2 separate regions of the Mus musculus genome follow, and region 1 is linked to region 2. Evidence: chromatin contacts called from public promoter capture Hi-C data. All regions are on one chromosome and are shown on one strand. The core of a region is the stretch at or near the end of the contact, and the rest is flanking DNA. Distances in the headings are between cores, read along the strand shown. Region 1 overlaps Ano10 (anoctamin 10). Region 2 holds the start of 1700048O20Rik (RIKEN cDNA 1700048O20 gene).

Evidence for each region. Promoter capture Hi-C pulls out the DNA fragments that hold promoters and counts their contacts.
Region 1: a contact with region 2 is called in a promoter capture Hi-C map of neural stem cells. The contact joins the enhancer-like site here to the promoter of 1700048O20Rik in region 2. A contact is called at or near these places in 2 of 39 promoter capture datasets (hippocampal neurons and neural stem cells) and 3 of 484 Hi-C or Micro-C datasets (cardiomyocytes and cerebral cortex).

Annotation. Positions count from the first base shown.
Region 1 is chr9:122,221,478-122,227,772 of GRCm38.p6, reverse strand. The region is part of intron 11 of Ano10 (anoctamin 10); the gene reads left to right. Among named protein-coding and RNA genes, the nearest start is that of Mir8106, 49 kb to the left of the region's middle. Within about 2 kb of position 2,247, at least 27 of the 459 cell types and tissues checked have an H3K27ac peak or open chromatin away from gene starts, as enhancers often do. A contact at or near this core is called in neural stem cells, where this site is marked.
Region 2 is chr9:121,934,640-121,940,199 of GRCm38.p6, reverse strand. It overlaps 1700048O20Rik (RIKEN cDNA 1700048O20 gene), which reads right to left and starts at 2,925. Exons shown (of 5, transcript NR_033553.1): 1 at 2,881-2,925; 2 at 2,038-2,224; 3 at 699-781.

The DNA of each region.
Region 1 (6,295 bases), core at 998-3,497, 290 kb before region 2:
TACACATAATTAAAAATAGTAAAATAAGTAATCTCTAAAGTCCAACCTCAGCTCTTGGGACCATATTATTTAATTGCACATTGTAGTGCTATGCAAGGCTCAAGCAAACCACAGTGGCTGATGCTCCCTGGTTTCCTGTCTCTTGTGTGTTTGTCATTTCCTGGGATACCTGTCACAGAGTGAGTGTTTCAGCTTTGTGATCTGAAGGGGGACTCACTGAAAAGAGCACAGAGAAAAAAGGCAGTGTACCGTCTTGATGCGGAGAATGCCAACTGATACCGTGCTTGCCGCCAAGCTCAAAGAATGGGCTCTGGTGCAGTGTAACCTTGGCTCACAAGCACCTCAGCAAATCTCTGGAGACAATGGCATCTTTATGCTCAGTCATGTCATGCAGGAAACATTGTTGGGGGCATCTGGTCCAAAGCAATTCTTATGCCAAACAGAGAAGGGCTCAGGAATTCAGTGAATTTTTCTTCAGATCTGACTTTGCCATGGACAAGTGCTGTAAGAGAAACCCCCAGGCTGCCTGGGTTGTAGCACGTGCAGGAATCTCCATGAGCTTGAGTGTAAAGCCTTGCTGTGCGTTACTTCAGAGAGTGCTTTTATTATGTCTTCTGTCTTCATTTTGCTAAAGCAAATGAGAACCGTGTGTGAGGCATTCAGAGGAACTTGTTTAAGATTTCTATCATCAGGACTGCTCGTTGCCAAGCATGAGGGTCAGGGTTCAGGTCACCAGAACATAAGTAAAAACTGAGGTGTGTGGTGGCTCACCTGTGACTGCAGGACATGGTAGGGCAGAGACAGGAGCTCCACACAGCACTCTGGCTAGTTAAAGAGCTGGCTCTGGGTTCAGTGGGAGACTCTGCCTCAGTATATAAGCTACAGGGTAAGATGACATCTGATTCCTACCTTAGGCCTCTGCACACAAGCGTGTGCATGCATACAAACACAAACACATGTGTACCTGCTCATAGACATATATTTACACATGCAAACATGCACATATACACATACACACATATGTGAAGAAATATTTTTATTATTCCTATGTTAGAGCCTTGAGATTAGTATGTGTGTTTGTGCATGTACGTGTGTATGTGAGCACTCAGTTGTGCCTATATATGCGGAAGATAGTGGTTTTGTTGCCGTCTGTCGCTTCCTGCCTTCTTGAGAGAGGGCCTCTCACTGACCCTGGTAGATCAGCTGGCTAACCAGCCCCCAGGATTGGCCTGCCCCACTTCTCAGCCCTGGGGTGATAGGTGCACATGTAAGCACATGGATTTTATGTGGATTCTGGGGATTTGAACTCTGGTCCCTGTACTTGCACAGCAAGTGGTGCACCTTAGTTCACATTTTAAAGCTGTTGACTTGACAATGATTTTCTGTCATTTCTCATTTTTCTTACAAATGGAGAGAAGTAATCTGGTTTAAAGAAACCAAACCCCTCTGAATGACAGTTAAAATACATATTTTGCCATAGCCATAGCTGAGGTCAGCTTGGGGCCTGTCACACTGCCTGTCCGTCATCAGTTTGCAGTTTTAGTGGTGCTGATCCACCTTCTCCTGGTGCTGCTGCCCCTGCCATCTTGTGTTAGTACTGATTTTGTTCACCCACTAACCCCCAGTGCTTGATCTATATAACAGGCGCCAGCTACGGTGTGAACAGCGGCCTAGTTCAGGTTTGTAGCACAGACAATCCTTCTGAGTCTACCATAGCATCATCTGAGCAGACACAGTTTTGACAGGACGGTGACTGATGCTGATGATCTTAATGGCTCCTCACTGGCAGAGCAGCCCAGGCTGCTCAGAATCCCAGGCTGAGCTTGGCTAAAACAGCTTGAATCTAATTACTGCTGTTTTCCGAATGCAGTTTCACACACGTGAGGAAGTTAATTTCTTACCTCGGGCTTGAGGCTCACTTTTCCTTTGCCTTCAGTCTGTCCTTCTCCTCCTCCAGATACCTGGGTCACTGGCTGGCCTAGGTCTGTCTCCAGCCCTATATTCTGTCCTTGCTGGGTGAGATTTCCATGGCTCTTAAATGAAACAGGTTTGCCGACTCTGCACATCGCTCCTTCTCGGCTGTGGGGATGGATGTTAGAGGAGAGGCAACTGTAGTGCTTGATTTCCCAGGAAGAAACAACCAGACCAGCACCGAAAGTCAGAGCAAGTCCCTTTCAGGACACTGAGCCTGAGCGGAGATGGGTAGTAGTATTTGTTGGTATGTTCTACACCACTAGAGGGAGCCCTGTTGTTCTGATTTCCGAATCCTGAACCCATCATGCCTATGGCTGTGGCATGGTGGTCCCCTGGTAAGTGCTTGTTGAGCTCCCTCTGCTCTTCATGCCACTGGACACTGCATGCAGCATAGCTTGGAGTATGAAGACACAACATACGAAGAGCAAGGGCAAGCCAGGCTAGCTCCTCCTCAGGCCAGGGGGAGTTTAGGGGAGTCCGAGTCTATGGAGAATGTCAGAGCTGGGCCCTGCTCAGACCTCTGCTCCAGGTCAGCCTCTAACTCTAGACAGAGGTCAGGTCTGGGAATTTTTCCCAACATCCAGACTGTTGCATTGGCATAGTTTAATGGTGAATGAGGACTCACTGTGTGTGCATGTGTTGCTGTGTATGTACAGGGTCTTACATACATGTAGCAAGGATTAAATAGTACATAGGAATGAGTACAAGAAAACCACCGTATGTTTTCAAATATCATGATTTGTGTGTTGACCGCTTTCCCCTTCCCTCTCCCTGGAAGTGGATGAGAGCAAGGATTGAAAGTCAGGAATGGCATTAGCAGACACCACTTACATAGCGTCATGTAGTCCGGGCAGCCAGGCTGGAAGGTGCAGAAACAGGAATAAGCTGGTTGCCTCTGTGCCACACCAGGGGCCTGGAATTCTGCAGGCATCGTGTCTGTTCCCACCTAACCTTCCTGTGAACCCGAAGGAGCTCCTTTCCTCTTCCTCCTCCTCCTCTTCCTCCTCCTCCTCCTCCTCTTCCTCCTCCTCCTCCTCTTCCTCTTCCTCCTCCTCCTCCTCCTCTTCCTCCTCCTCTTCCTCCTCCTCCTCTCCCTTCCTCTCCCTTCTCCTCCTCCTTCTCCTCTCCTTCCTCCTCCTCCTCTCCCTTCCTCTTCCTCTTCCTCCTCCTCCTCTTCTTCCTCCTCCTCCTCTCCTCCCTCATCTTTCTTCTATTCCTTTTCCCTCTCCTCCTCCTCCTCGTTTTTTTTCTTCCTGGGACATGCAGGAGCAGGTCTCACCTGCTGACAGTGCACAGATGCACTCCCTCTCCAGGAGGCCACCTTTTTCACTGTATGTTTTCCTTTCATCAGTTGGGTTTGGAGAGGTAGGTTGGCCTTTTGCAGGGGCATTGGAAACCCCCTATGACCAGCATGCCTAGCAGCTTCCTTGTAAGGAACAGGGGAAAGCTCTTGTCATCTTCCTGTTGTACACATATAAATAGTGGAGGGCCGGTCCTCCATGCCTTCCCCAGCTCACATGCAGAATGAGGTTGCCACACTTCATGCCTTGTGAAAATACATAAGTGGAGGATTTTGCACTACTTAAGCCCTTTACAGTAATTACCAGATTGTTAATGCTTGATTCACAAGTGGAAATTTACTTTAGAGGCTTCCAGTCTCCCAGTCATTGTGTATAAGCACAACTATTGTGCAACAAAACTGGAAATTAGTCAACATCAAGATGCCCATGTTCACATTAACTCAATTCATCAGTTTGTGTGTTTCCTTAGATTATCTCATAGTAAAAAATGTTATCAAAATATTACTTGCAGTGATTCTGTGGTTCTGCCAATTAGCCTCTAGGCAGCCCTCCTCTGCCCATGCCCACAGTTAACAAAACATGGGCTATGAAGCTTAACGGGGTAGCCAGGGTCCTGTAGCGACTGGGATTTCCTCCCCTTCCCTGGTGGGGACTGGAGAGGTCTGTTTTGGAACATCATTATATGGGGGTTCTAGTGAAAGGGCGTCTTACCTAGCTGCAGCCCCTCTACCTCCTGCCCTGGGTGTTCTGAAAGGGAGACGCCCCTCCCTCCTTCTAGGGTGGGTTTCTATGACCAGAACAAAGGGCGGCAGCAGTGTGTGGACTCCATCAGAGGCTGGAACTAAAGAGAGGGAAGATGGGAACCAAGCACACTGGGAGGAAGGGTTGAGCGGCCGGAGGAAGCTTCTGTTTGTTCTGTAAACTCCTTTTCTTTTCACAGTGCAAACTTTTCCTGCTCACTGCAATGAAAGCCGTGTTCACGTGCATGTGCACACACACTCATAGGCAGGCTCCTGTTTCCCTTTTCCAGTGTGAGGGAGGCAACAGAAATTGTCCTCACACATTTACCCACAGTAGGCTTATTAACTCCACTTAGCTCACTCATGGGAACACTTTGAGGTGTAATACAATTCTAAACAATGAAAGGAACAGCTTATATGCATCCCTGCAGCCCGTCTGCCAAAGAGAAGCAGGCCACATGGCACAGTCTTTTCTCCCACCATATAGAAGCCGCCTCAGGATGCAGTCTCAGCTCCCATTGAGAACAGAAGTGCGGTTGTTCTTTGACTTTGATGACGCCACAATAAAGAAGGACGCGGGCCTGCAGAGCCCAGGGAGACAAGAGAGGAGCCCTGAGTCTTGAGTCTTTGAATGCAGGGGGAGGGGAGGGCAGAGCCTAGGACTGGGTCTGGTTTTGCCAGATGCTGCCACTGATGCCAGAGAGAAGGGAAGCTGGCTGAGGGGCTTAAGGGAATGGGGCGGTCACCGACACTGTGAGGAAGTGTGAGGAAGGAAGGGCAGGATTGCTCGCAAGCTGTGCTTTGCTTTCTGTTCTTTGCTTCTGACGTTTGGCACCTCTCAGGGACAGACTGATGGGGAGCCATGTTGTGGTACAGCTGGGCCTTGCATGTGAAGATTGCACAGGGCATAGACACCTCTCCTCATAAATACAGGATATTCCACAGGGCCTACCTTTCCTTGATGCGGGCATTCAGATTATTTTCAGGTATTTTGAATTATCACCAATGTTAACTTTTGCTAATATTTCATAATATTCTCTGGTACCATAGAAGCCAGGGCACAGGATGACCACTTTCAACGATTTAATTGGACCTAGAGCCCACTCAATGGGGAAATCACCTGGTGCTGGAAACCTAGCATCCTTCTGGAGCTACTGAGTTCTCTTAGAAGGGAACCCACTACCATCACTTAACTGTTGGTGGATTTAACTTTTGGTGTACGTTCCCAAAAGCAAAATTGCAGGCCCAAAGAATAAGCACATGCTTTAGTGTAATGGCTATAGCAAGATAATTTTACACAAGGCCCCCTAGCCAGAGCCCTATTTCCCTATACCTTATAAACTAACACAGCTATAGATAGATAGAGACAGAGCATATATATAATAGCATATATATGTATAATAGCATATAAATAAATAAAATGTATGCACACACACACAAAAATAGGAATATATAGATAGGTAGAGAGACAGAGCATATATAATAGCATATATATAATAGCTTATAAATAAAATATATACACACACAGATGTGTGCACAAATATATAAATATAACTTGATAGGCCCACTTTTGTTTGAATATAACTGGTTTCATGGCCAACCGCTTTGTATTGGATAACCAATAAGGAGACCCATCCCTGGGAAAGGCTAATGCTCCTTCTCCCAGGAGTCATCCATTGTCTAGAGGTGGCGCCCACACTAACATGTCTGTCAGCATTGCCATTGTTCTGGTTTTGTTTATGAAGCCATTTTTAGGAGACATTGTTTCACAGCGGTGTACCTGCTGTTCTTTTTTCAGTCTTTCTTCCCCCTCTTCTGGGAAGTTCCCTGAGCCATAGATTCAGGAGCTATGATTTAGATGTAGCCATTATGGCTGAGCTCCCATGTTGATCTGTTGATCTCTGTATGGTGTCTGAGATTGTCTCCATTTGCTGTTTTTTTATTGGAGGTGGTAACTATCCTTATCTGTGGCTATAAGAACAAGATGTAGAGTATAATTAGAAATTATGTTGGCTTAGCAGCTGGGCAGTGGAGGTAAACACCTTCAATCTCAGCACTGAGGAGGCAGATCTCAGAGTTCAAGGCCAGCCTGGTCTACAGAGTGAGTTCCAGGACAGCCAGAGCTACACAGAGAAACCCTGTCTTGGAATAAAAAATGTGTTGGTCTAGCAAAGTGATGGTAGTAGGTTCTCTTCTAAGAGCCTTGACCTCACTAGCTCTGGGAGGATGCTAGGTTCCTAGTACCAGGTGATTTCTGTTCTATTGAGTGGGCTGTAAATC
Region 2 (5,560 bases), core at 1,676-4,175:
GCTCAGCCTGCTTTCTGATAGAACCCAAGACCACCAGCCCAGGGCTGGCACCACCCACAATGGGCTGGACCTGACCTTATCAATCACTAATGAAGAAAATGCCTTACAGGCTTGCCTACAGCCTGGAGGCTTTGAAGGCATTTTCTTAATTGAGGCTCCCTCTTCTCAAATGACTTGAGTTTGTGTCGAGATGACATAAAATTATGCAGCACACATAGTATGCCCAAAGCCCTGCATTCAGTGCCCAGTCCAGTGTCAGGGGGAGGTGTGGGGAGGATATCATTGGCTGGAAAAATAGTCTAGTGAGTAAAATAGTTGTTTCACAAGCACGAACACATGAATTTAGATCCCTATCACCCACATAGAAGCTGGGGATGAGAGCAGGTATCTGCACCCCCAGTGTGGAGAGATGAGCAATCCCCATGGCTTTGGAAAGGGCACAAAGTAGAACAGCTTAAAGTATTAACATAAGTGATAGTCATATGAATGTATATATTTCAAAAAAGTGAGAGATACAGTTGAAACATGTGTGTCAGTTAAACCTCAGTGAGAAATTTATAAAATAAACAATAGATTAATGTAAATGTACTCATAGGTACAAGCTTGTATGTATATATGTACATATACATGTATGTGTGCATATTTGTATATATGTACATATATAGCATTGTAAACCCACACAGGTATGTACAGCTTACCTGAGGCTCTGCTTTTATGGTGATATCTTCCATGATCAAATCTTTCAGTTCTGTAGCAAATGCAGGCTTAGATTTTTCAGGACCTGAAGGTAAACAGAGAAACTATTAGTGACAACACTTGTCTTCTTCAGCATACAATCCTTGATTCATCCTGTTTTGAAGGCCCTGTGAAGTATTATTCGTCAGTTACTTCTTATCAGTAGCAATTCTAGTCTTAGCAAAAGTGAGATGGCAGGCACAATGGAGAAGAGGTTCATCCAGGAAATGTATAATGATAGCCTGTACTGTTAAAAGTATAATTTCAGTAATCCAGAGACAACAGCAAGGTACAGATACAAGAGGAATAAGTGTATACATAAAATCCAGTGAATACTGACAGACCTAAGAACCAGCCTAGCCCCTTGCTACTTAATAATAATTACTATCTTTTTTTGTAAAGCAAGTCAAACAATTTAAAGGTGGTTTATTAGGAATATTTTTATGTTTTCTGGCTAGAGATTGTGGTATATTTGTTCAATTTTATAACAGTAGCAGTGAGAAGGAAAACACTATCCTGTTAAAGAAATCTATGAACTTCACAATATGATTTCAAATATTCTAGTACAGGGAAGCAAAGCAGTCTCGTTTCTTAGTTATATTTTCTGCTCTGGGTAAATTCATCCTTTAATAATTAGAAAGTAAGCCTGCTGTCGTTCAGAGGAGTGGATGGGCGAGATTTGTGCTTGAAGATAATACCTGAGATGTGAACAACTGCCTGTGGCATGGATATCTAACAGATAAAAATATGAAGAGTATAAAGGACGGTACAAAGAGCTAAGTCAAGACATTTTTCATATAAACATCGAAAACTGTTAGATCCAACACACATTAGGTGCTTTCTTACAAATACCTTTTTGGGAATTAACATTAACACACTAATCAGCAGCACTAAGGTTTAAGTCATGGAAGACACCCTGACAAAAATGCCATGTCCTCCGCTGCCTTGTCCTACACTTCAGGTCCGCCTGCTTAAGGCCCACTGTGCCATTTTCCTGCACAATCTTCCTGCCTGCATCTCAAGCTGTTCTGCTCCAAGCCTCTTCCTCACCGACCCGGGTGTCACCCTCCCTGCCCAGCCTCATTGGGGCCTCCATGTCTCTCCCTGTAGTTAGGCTGTAGAAGCCTTTGACCCTCAGCGCCCTCTTCCCGCCCAGGCGTCGCGTCCACAGCGCCCTCTTTCCATTTCAGACCGCGCCCCTCTCTCCAGCACCCCGGTAGGCAAGCCTGGGGCCCAAGAGGACCACCTTCCCTCCCTCAGGTCCATGCCAACCAAGCCTTCCTCATGTTTCCTCACACTCACCTACGGAGGGATTCTAACGGCCTCTCACCATCCACGCTCTCAGGTTTTAAAGATTCCTGGCCCGGAAATACATCATCTCACCGACCGGCCAATCCTCTGTGAGTCTCTCTAGGAATCTTGGAGGACCCCATAATCTTGATCGCGCTGTGCGTGGTCTAGCGAGAGTCAGGCTTCTTGACAAAGCGACCTCGTCAGAGAGGAGGCAAGAGCAAGAAGAAAGGTTGTTTATTCCACTGAGCAGTGGGCAGTGGACCTGCCCAAGTGAACTTAGGAGCAGGAGGGCTGACTCCCTATTGAAGATGCTAAACATTTTCCCACCCTACATGGCTCACCCATACAAGGCTGCTTTTCTCTGTTTCTAACTGAAGTTCCTAAGCAGCGCTACAAACCCCTCAAAGCGGTGGCCCGCCCCTCCTTCCTGTCCCAGCCTACAAGATGCCCACAGGAGCTGTCAAAAATGACGTCTCCACAACACCTCTTCTGCCTGCAACTGACACAGGTGGCACATTTCCTTTCCCACCTCAGCAGGAGCTGTCTGGAAGAAGCAAGCACTCTGCAAATCAGTCCAAGTGGCAGCCAGCCCCTCCTTCCTGCTCCAACCTATAGCCAGTAAGATGCCCCTCCGGAACTGTCAAAGAATGGCAGCAAGAGGACATTTCCTCAGTCTGCAGGAGGCTCATCCCCTTTCCCGCCATCAGCAGGAGCTGTCCCTCAAGAGTTGTCTATGGTGGCAACACCTTTCTTGCCTCAGCCTACAGCCTTAGGAACTATCTATCCCACAGGAGCTGTCCACAGTGGCAGCACCTCCTCTCCACCTCCCCAGCAGTTCCACAGAGATGCTACCTCAACCAAAGCCACCTGCAGCCAGGAAGGACCTCTCATCCTAACCCATAGGTCTAATGCAGGGAAAAGGTGGTGGGGAAAAAAGCCACCAATCACTGAGCAGGAGAACCCACCAATCACTGAGCAGGAGAACCCACCAATCCCTGAGCAGGAGAACCCACCAATCCCTGAGCAGGAGAACCCACCAATCCCTGAGCTCCCCAAACTCAGGACTTGAAATCTCACCAATCCTCATCCGGGAAATCTCTGCTCTGAAAAGCTTTGCCTCCTAAGAAATTCTACATAAGCCCTGCCCTTTGTCCAATTCTCTGCTGTCTGCTTCTGGGAACAGAGGGCAGCCAGCCATGTCTGGATTCATCCCTCCTTACCCTGAATAAATCTCTTTCATGAGACTTTCCACCTATCGTGACTCTCTCATCAGGAAAAGCCAAGAAGCAATAAAAAGATGGAACCGAGTGAGAAAGTGGAGCAGGGCTACCTTCCCCTGGGAGCTACAATGCCTCTGCTGAGGAGGCTTCCTATCGGCCGTGTCTCAGGGTTCCCTTCCACTGGGATACCTGACCCTTCCCCCTCAGAACTGTGCGGTTCCTGGGCTTCCAAGGCCCAGGTTTCCCTGCCATCTGGGCAGAACCACTTACAAGGACCTATAGGAGGAGTCAGAGGTGTGGAAGATCTGAATGTGGCTGGATTCATTTAGAAAGTATGGATGCCTTCCAAGAAACCTTGAGGGCCAGTTGAACAGAAGTCCAGGCTTGAACTAAGTGATCTCATTGTGTACCACAAAGACATTTAACATTAAAAAAAAAAAGTGGTGCAAAAAATTTGTAGACTTATTTAGACTGGGCTTCCCAGATGCAGACTCAAGCACCAGCAATGGGCGTGCTTGCCTGGCTCCTGCTGCCACCTCTGATATCTCCGAGAGGGGTTGAGCTTTATACTGTTCTATCTCTTACTCATGCTCAACTTTTCTTTGTTAGAGTAGAGATGCAGAGACAAGGGATAAGCAACTCCACAGAGCACCTGCCCTCCCCCCACCCCTCACTTATAGACCTGTGTCTACAGGTCAGGAAAGAGGTAATGTGAGGCTCTAGAGATGAGAAAATGAGGTTAGCCATTTCTAGGAGAGCTGAGCTTGCAGTGAGGCCACTGTTTGCGGAGCAGGGTATTTCAGCTGGCAGGTGGTAAGAATCAGGGCATCAGCTAAGGTGTGGCACATGGGGACAAGATGTCACTAAATGTGACTTGGTGCCACTAGAGCTGATATTTTCTGCCGTTTGTTTTGTGATGGGTTGGGAGAGCAATGGGGCCAGACTTCAGGCATAGATTTCAGAGGGCTGCTTTGGGCTGAATTGGGATGTTGCCATGGAACAGATTTTGGAATTAGAGATTTTGGAGGAGCCAGATGTTGTTGCCATGACTTTTGGTGGTGTCCTGAATCAAGGGGTTCAGTCTGAAGAGGACAAAGGGCTTAGATAGCCCATATCTCATTTATTATTTTATGTGTACGGGTGTTTTACCTGCATGTCTGTGCACCGTGTGCATGTAGTGCCCACAAAGGCCAGAAAAGAATATTAGGTCCTTTGGAATGGAGTTACAGGTGGTTGTTAGATGCCATGTGGGTACGGGAAACCAAAACTCAGTCCTCTGAAAAAGCACCGAGTTCTGTTAACTGCTGCTCCAACCCCTGGGTTAGTTTAAACCACAGGTTCAGGTGCTGGAGAGATGACTTGGTAGTTAAGAGCACTTGCTGCTCTTGCAGAGGAACAGAGTTCAGTTTCCAGAACCCATGTCAGGTGGCTCACAACTGTCTATGTCTCCAGTGCTGTCTTCTAGCCTCCTGGGGCACCATACATATATGTGCATACACATGCAGATACACCCACACATACGCATAAATAAAAATAAATATGCTTTTGAAAGACAGGATACAAAGGCTAATAATAGGGAAATAAGGAGAATAAATAAAAGGGTAGCCAGCCAGGGTTGCCATCACCCCCATTGAACCATTGTGCTTACGAGGTGGGATGCTGGCAGGGTTTGGATGTTCTGCGTGCCATCTTCTTGCCATGTCTCAGTCTACCCTGGGATGGTTTATAGAGAAGTAGCACTCTTGCTGGAGGAAGAAATGGGTACTCTCTTTCTCTGTCGGAAGAAGATTCAGGGCTCTGTAATTTCTAAGAATGACACCTGCAGTGAGTCTCTTTGGTTCCAGATGGTTGTGATAATGGCAGCTATTCCATCTGGGATTTCAGAAACAGCCATGGAAAGCTTTTGGAAGTAAGAGAGTTGGGGAAATGCCAGCTGTCTGCACCAAGGACAGAAGAGATGCCTGAGACAAGAAGAGCCGTCAGTGGGAGGAGATTGGGGTTGAGGAGAGAATTGAGGCAAAAAGGGAGATCATTTCGGTTTGATCGTTGGGGAGGAATTCAGTGTCCATACATTGGAAAACAGAAGTACAGATGCCAGACCTGGGGGATAAACACAAGTTGATGTTCTACAGAAGAAATCTCCTGAATAGCTGAGACAAGAGTACAAAAAAGGGTATGGAGACATGAGAAATGTCTGAGAGAATACATCTCAGTTTTCTTGGACAGTGCTCTCATTTTTTTATTTTAAGATGAAATATTCTCCAGATAGGACAGCCTCAAGTTGGGTTGAAGGTTGTATAAGAACAAATTAG